2 separate regions of the Bombyx mori genome follow, and region 2 is linked to region 1. The links are chromatin contacts, called in public Hi-C maps. All regions are on one chromosome and are shown on one strand. Each heading gives the region's core, a stretch centred on a gene start, on an enhancer-like site or on the middle of the called end of the contact. The rest is flanking DNA. Distances are from core to core; before and after follow the strand shown. Region 1 overlaps LOC101744488 (ribonuclease Z, mitochondrial). Region 2 overlaps LOC101742325.

What was found. Hi-C and Micro-C count contacts between places; a contact is called where the count stands out from the background.
Region 2: a contact with region 1 is called in a Hi-C map of middle silk gland, with 2.2 times the contacts expected there. The contact joins two enhancer-like sites. A contact is called at or near these places in 2 of 7 Hi-C or Micro-C datasets (middle silk gland and posterior silk gland).

What each region holds. Positions count from the first base shown.
Region 1 is chr17:2,854,445-2,857,268 of ASM3026992v2, forward strand. LOC101744488 (ribonuclease Z, mitochondrial) reads right to left here. Exons shown (of 27, transcript XM_062673269.1): 22 at 2,383-2,460; 23 at 1,339-1,410; 24 at 322-414. Among protein-coding and RNA genes, the nearest start is that of LOC778515, 9.3 kb to the left of the region's middle. Within about 2 kb of position 1,472, at least 1 of the 8 cell types and tissues checked has open chromatin away from gene starts, as enhancers often do.
Region 2 is chr17:2,914,386-2,917,209 of ASM3026992v2, forward strand. It overlaps LOC101742325, which reads left to right. Exons shown (of 19, transcript XM_038017064.2): 12 at 548-737; 13 at 1,011-2,824. Among protein-coding and RNA genes, the nearest start is that of TRNAT-UGU, 3.7 kb to the left of the region's middle. Within about 2 kb of position 1,381, at least 3 of the 8 cell types and tissues checked have open chromatin away from gene starts, as enhancers often do.

The sequences.
Region 1 (2,824 bases), core at 222-2,721:
CTAATGCTTTAAGGTCATTTACTTTGCGGTGACTATAAGCTCGCTAAATGTAAAAGCTACGGCGATTATATATATATCGTCAACTCGTTTGAATTTAATCTAATAAGTTGGGATAACCAGCTTGATATGGCACTTTATCCTAGATGGGCGACTCAACAAAATACCATGAAAATACTTCAAAGTTTTTGGTAGTATAATATTACGGTGTGATTTTCAACAAAAGTTAGGGTAGTTTTTGATTTCTTTTACTAATTTCAATAGGAAATTCTAGTTTTATATGCATTACTAATACAAACAATTTACGATTGTGTGGAGACTAACATTTCTCGAGTCGATTCCTGCACGGCGACAAACTGTTACTCAGCACTGCGGTGCCAGAGTTCGGCTTCGCAAAACCAAAGGTCTCCTTTGCGGCTGTCCAAAACAAAACGGCAAATGCTATAGTAGCAATCAGAACCGGACCCTCGGCTTCCCACAGACAGAACCCGACATGAACTAAACGCCAGACTATCATGTTCACGAGAATGTTCATGCATACATCCCTGTTCTGAGTGCGAGCTGAAAGTGAGTATTTGTTAGGGTCCGCCCTGTGGCCGTTTTATTTGCAAACTTAATCCTATAAATTTAAGTTTTATTTTTTATCGCTCAGATGGATGGACGAGCACAAGTAGTCACTGGAGCCCATAGACATCAACGACGTTAAGCAACCATCCACCTTGAGTTCTGTCTAAGTTTTAATTTACAATGCAAGGCGAGTTGTCATTTAGAGTATATGTATTCGTCAAATCTATTACACAATTTATTTACTAGGGTAAAACATACTGCTGTGTCAACTTAAACCCATAAAAATAAGAGAAGTATAGGAAGCGGTTCGCGAAACATAAACAGAAAAAAAATCGCAAATAAAAAACATGTTTTGTTTTTTAATTAGCACCTTCATTTAATGACTTTCAGTAGGCAGCGGCTTGGCTCTGCCCCTGGCATTGCTGAAGTCCATGGGCGACGGTAACCATTCACCATCAGGTGGGCCGTATGCTAGCCTGCCGACAAGGGCAATAAACAATAAAAAAGATGGTTCGACTTCTATACCAGTTTCGGTATACAATACCAAAAATACTAAAACGTGCACAACATTAATTCTAATTTGTTTTTGCAAAATAGATAAACCCGAATAAGCACCTACATGATTTCAATTTCATTAAATTGTATTTGATTGATTGGAAGAACTTTAATTAAATACCCATGTTTATTTAAATTTACGATTATAGTAAGAGCACATCCTATCTTACTATTCTGATACTAAATCTATAACGTAATCTAATAGGTTATGTTATATACCACACTCACGTGTCGATTTAGGCGCCTCCCTTTTCTTCACTGTTAGCGGCGAACGATGTTCACAGACCTCCGCTAGAACATAACATAACTTGAAAATAGAGGCCGCCGCGGCCTGGCCATACCTATAGCTTTGCTGGTGGACCATACATGGCCAACGGAGATCACTTAGGTGGTAGGAAGGTGTTACCTTCCACGGCGACAACAGTGATGGCAATTTATGTGTATTATCTATGATGATGGAGACTTATTGAAGGGTGGTGATCATCCTCAACCCATTGAGTTTCTTGCCGAATCTTTTCCGTGGGTCGCGATTCCGATCGGTAGTAGATTCAGCGGAGCATTGTTCTTGCTAGAGCTAGTGTTAGCAATTCTCTCAGGTTGAGCCCCTGAGCTCGCCTACCGGTCCACGTGAAGTTGGAATAGCCCCTTAGGCTACCAACGATTAGGTAGGGAAAAAAGGTGATCATCCCCCCCAGGTATTATTTTTACCTATTATACATAAGCTGTGGCCCCTTTGAGAGATTCAAAGGGAACGGATGAAAACCTTGTGTGGTGTCTACCATTACTATTATAAAGAGGGAATGAGGAGTCCTAATTATCAGTTGAAAATGCAATAAATTTCTCTTCAAATATATATGCCATGGACATTTACTACAAATGCTCCCGCAAAATCGTCAATACCACACTTCAATTGATTTTTCATTGTAATGAAAAAACACTGGTTAAATTGGTCTTTAGTGTAGCGTTTTGGGTACGTTATCGCCCGCCCGGAGACCATCCAGGACGGTGGTCTCTGTGGGAGTAGTGGGTAGGAACCCACTGCTGCCACAGAGCAAGCGCGCTAATTAGATTCAAGAGTAAAGCACACGCTGTGCAACACAAACGAAATTTCGATCTTATTTCTCAAGGTGAATAATGTCATCGTTAAAGTCATGAAGTCATTAAAAACTAGTAAGTAGGTATTATGAAATAAATAACTTAAAAAAATCCTCGCCATTTCGCAATAAAAACACAAAAGAATATAGTGATTGAGTATGTACCTACCTTTGTTAATAGCGGTAGACAGTTTTCTACGATCCATTGTTGGCGACGATCGCGGTGTTATTCTTTTGAGGATGGAAGCTTTAAAAAAATTTTTATATTCATTCTTAAGTACACTATATTTTGTGATGATTAGCTGTGTTCTTAGTCTGCACGGATAATCACCACCATGATGTATATTTCTGATTCGCATCAAACTATGGGCGTTTCGTTTTGAAAGGTAGGGCGGCTGTTATAAGAAATAACTTGAGACGTCGACCTCCTCTATATTAAAATGTTTTTTTATCAATGAGGGTTTACTGGTGGCCCGAAGGCCTTTCCGGTTTCACCAGGACAGATGGGCGAGCAAAGACTCAGCCCGGAGGGATGGGATTTCCTACGAGGTGCCCCAACGCCTCCGAAGCAGACCTAATAACTCAAGAGCAGCTGCTTCGCGAATGAATCT
Region 2 (2,824 bases), core at 131-2,630, 60 kb after region 1:
ATAGATAAAAATCTCGGCAAAGAGTTCGACGTACAACCTAACCCATGCATCAACCCGCTGAGTTTTTCGTCGGATCTTCTCAGCGGGCCGCGATTCCGATCCGCTGGTAAAGTCATTTGCGAAGCAGCTTTTCTTCAGTTGTTAGGTCTTTTTCGGAGGCGTTCGAGCAGCTGTTAGCAAATTCGAACCCGGCGGTCTGAGCCTTTGCTCGCCCACCTGTTTTTTTTTCCATTTTTTTATTGCTTAGATGGGTGGACGAGCTCACAGCCCATCTGGTGTTAAGTGGTTACCGGAGCCCATAGACATCTACAACGTAAATGCTGCCACCCACTTTGAGATATGAGTTCTAAAGACTCAGTCAACGGCTGCACCACCCTTCAAACCGAAACGCATTACTGCTTCACGGCAGAAATAGGCAGGGTGGTGGTACCTACCCGTGCGAACTCACAAGGCGTCCTATCACCACTAATTAATTATTCATGCTTTGTGTCGGTTTTTTGACATTCATTAAAACTAATGAAATTTAAGATGTAATTGGTTCGAACAGGGAACGCTTCTCTCCTAACGGAATCGTCGGAAAGCTACCCGGAGCCCTGCAACAACTGGACCGAGCAGAGCACGCAGCCGCCCTCCCCCGCACCCTCCCCGGCCCCCTCCCCCGTGCCCTCCCCCGCCACGTACTCGCTGCACACTCACAACCACACCTACACACTGCACAAAGACGCGCCCACCGCCGAGTGAGTACTCAAGTTACACATTATATTATATCCATAAATAGTATATGTGATAACTCAAGAACATCTTTGAATTTCGAACCCCGTCTATCATTAAGGTTTTTGTATCTAGTCATTTAATAAATATAAGACATAAACACTTTATAGTTTGGTAAATCTGTGAAACATCAAAATTAGTATAAACTAATCTCCTGCCTTCGAAATTATCTTTAAAAAATAAAATACATAAAACGAAGAAAAAAAACGTATAAAAATCGTTAATCCATAACATTGCAGGGTGACGATGAGCGCCGATAGCTTAAACGCTAGTCCGTGTAAAGGAACGAAACCAGATGTGCACTCCCCCGTCGACGACAGGACGTACACTAAGAACGACGAGAAGGAATCGAGCTGCGAGCGGATCTCGCAAGTGTCGCCCTTCCTCGTGAGCCCGACCACCGACACCTCCGACAACCTCGACAACCCGACCGGCGTCTCCACCCTGTCCAAGACCACGCTGCCCACCGACGCCAAGCTGTCCAAGCAGCCCTCCGAGTGCCTCTCCAAAGCGACGAGCATCGACTCGTGGTGCTCCAACGACACGCTTTACAACGTCGAAGAGAATTTCGACGACCTCGCGATGGACCCCGAGCCGACCAAGGGAGACGGCAACAGCGAGAGCACCGACACGCTCACCCACGACGAGGACGACCGCGAGCTCAGTCACTGCTCCACATACATCATCCACGACAGCAAGTCCGAAGCCTGCGAGACGTTCTCGCCGGACTCCATAGCGGCCTACGACCAGTACACGTACACGAAGGTGAGGTCTGCCGCAACCGCCGCCTCGTCCTCGCAGCTAAACGACTCCACGAAGAACAGCCCCACCAAAGACCTGGCGTACGGCACCCTCATGTCGGGCATGCCGTCCTACTCCAACTGCACCACTGAAGTGGCATCCATGGACGATCCGTGGAAGTTTCAGCAACCGGAGCTGGTGAGGAGGTCTCCTCTCGGGGAAGACCCCGATCTCACCCCGCCAAAGTTATCGGAGGATAAGGAAATCGAAAACACCAGTCCTCGTATCTTTTCAGAACCGTGCATTAAAAAAATGGAAAGTGTTGAAATAAGTTGCCTCGAAGACAATTTCTCTGAGAGTAAAAACAAATCAAGCAGCCCTGAGAACGAAGCCCTGCTGATAGACATAGGTGACAGCCCTAATGTCAATTACAGGAACAACATGGCGCCCTCTATCACCAGCACTCCGCTCACAGAAATCGTGGGCGACGAGGATGATGTGCAAGCCATACCGATGACGTTTCCGGATGATAAAACGGTCAACTCCGAGTACGTTATGTCTGTACCGACTTTTCAAAATTTTCAACAATCCGCCGAGATCAGACCGCAGGATTTGTCTTCCAACACCGATCGAGGCACCCAGGACACGGAGATACTCCTTGAAGGCGACAGCAAAACCCTGAGCAGGTACAGCAACCGGGACAGCTTGGTCGTGTCCGAGCGAACGCCGACGTATTCCGACTTTGAAAATTCGGCGACAACAAAACCTCAAGAAGTGAATTCTCGAGATAAATCTAGTCAAAGCATGGAGAGCGGAGTTAGTTCTGAGGAATTTCGTCAATTCGAAAACTCTGTAAAGCACCGTCCACAGGATCTGTCGTCGCTGATAGACGCCAGCTCGCTGTTCTTGAGGAGTGAGAGGCTGCTGGCGAGCGAGCTGGTGGTCGCCCCCCACTCGCCCCAACCAACAGACGAGCCCACGGCCCCCACGACCCCCACGACCCCCACGACTGGTCCTCTTAAACTAACGAATTTAACAGAATCTCACATATTAGTCGACGTAAGAGAACCGACCAGTACCTACTTGATAAATTTTGATTTGGAAGACGAAACGGAACAGCCTCACTCGATAATAGTAACGGAGGCCCCTTTAGATCTGTTCAAAGAAAACTCGAACGTTACCTTTGATTCGCACACAGAGAAACTCATAGATCTGAACCACACTTATGATTCTCACACAAATCGACCTGAACTTAGGAATAGCATTGAGGAGGCTCACTCGGAGTCGAACGGGGACTCACAGCCTGAAGGTC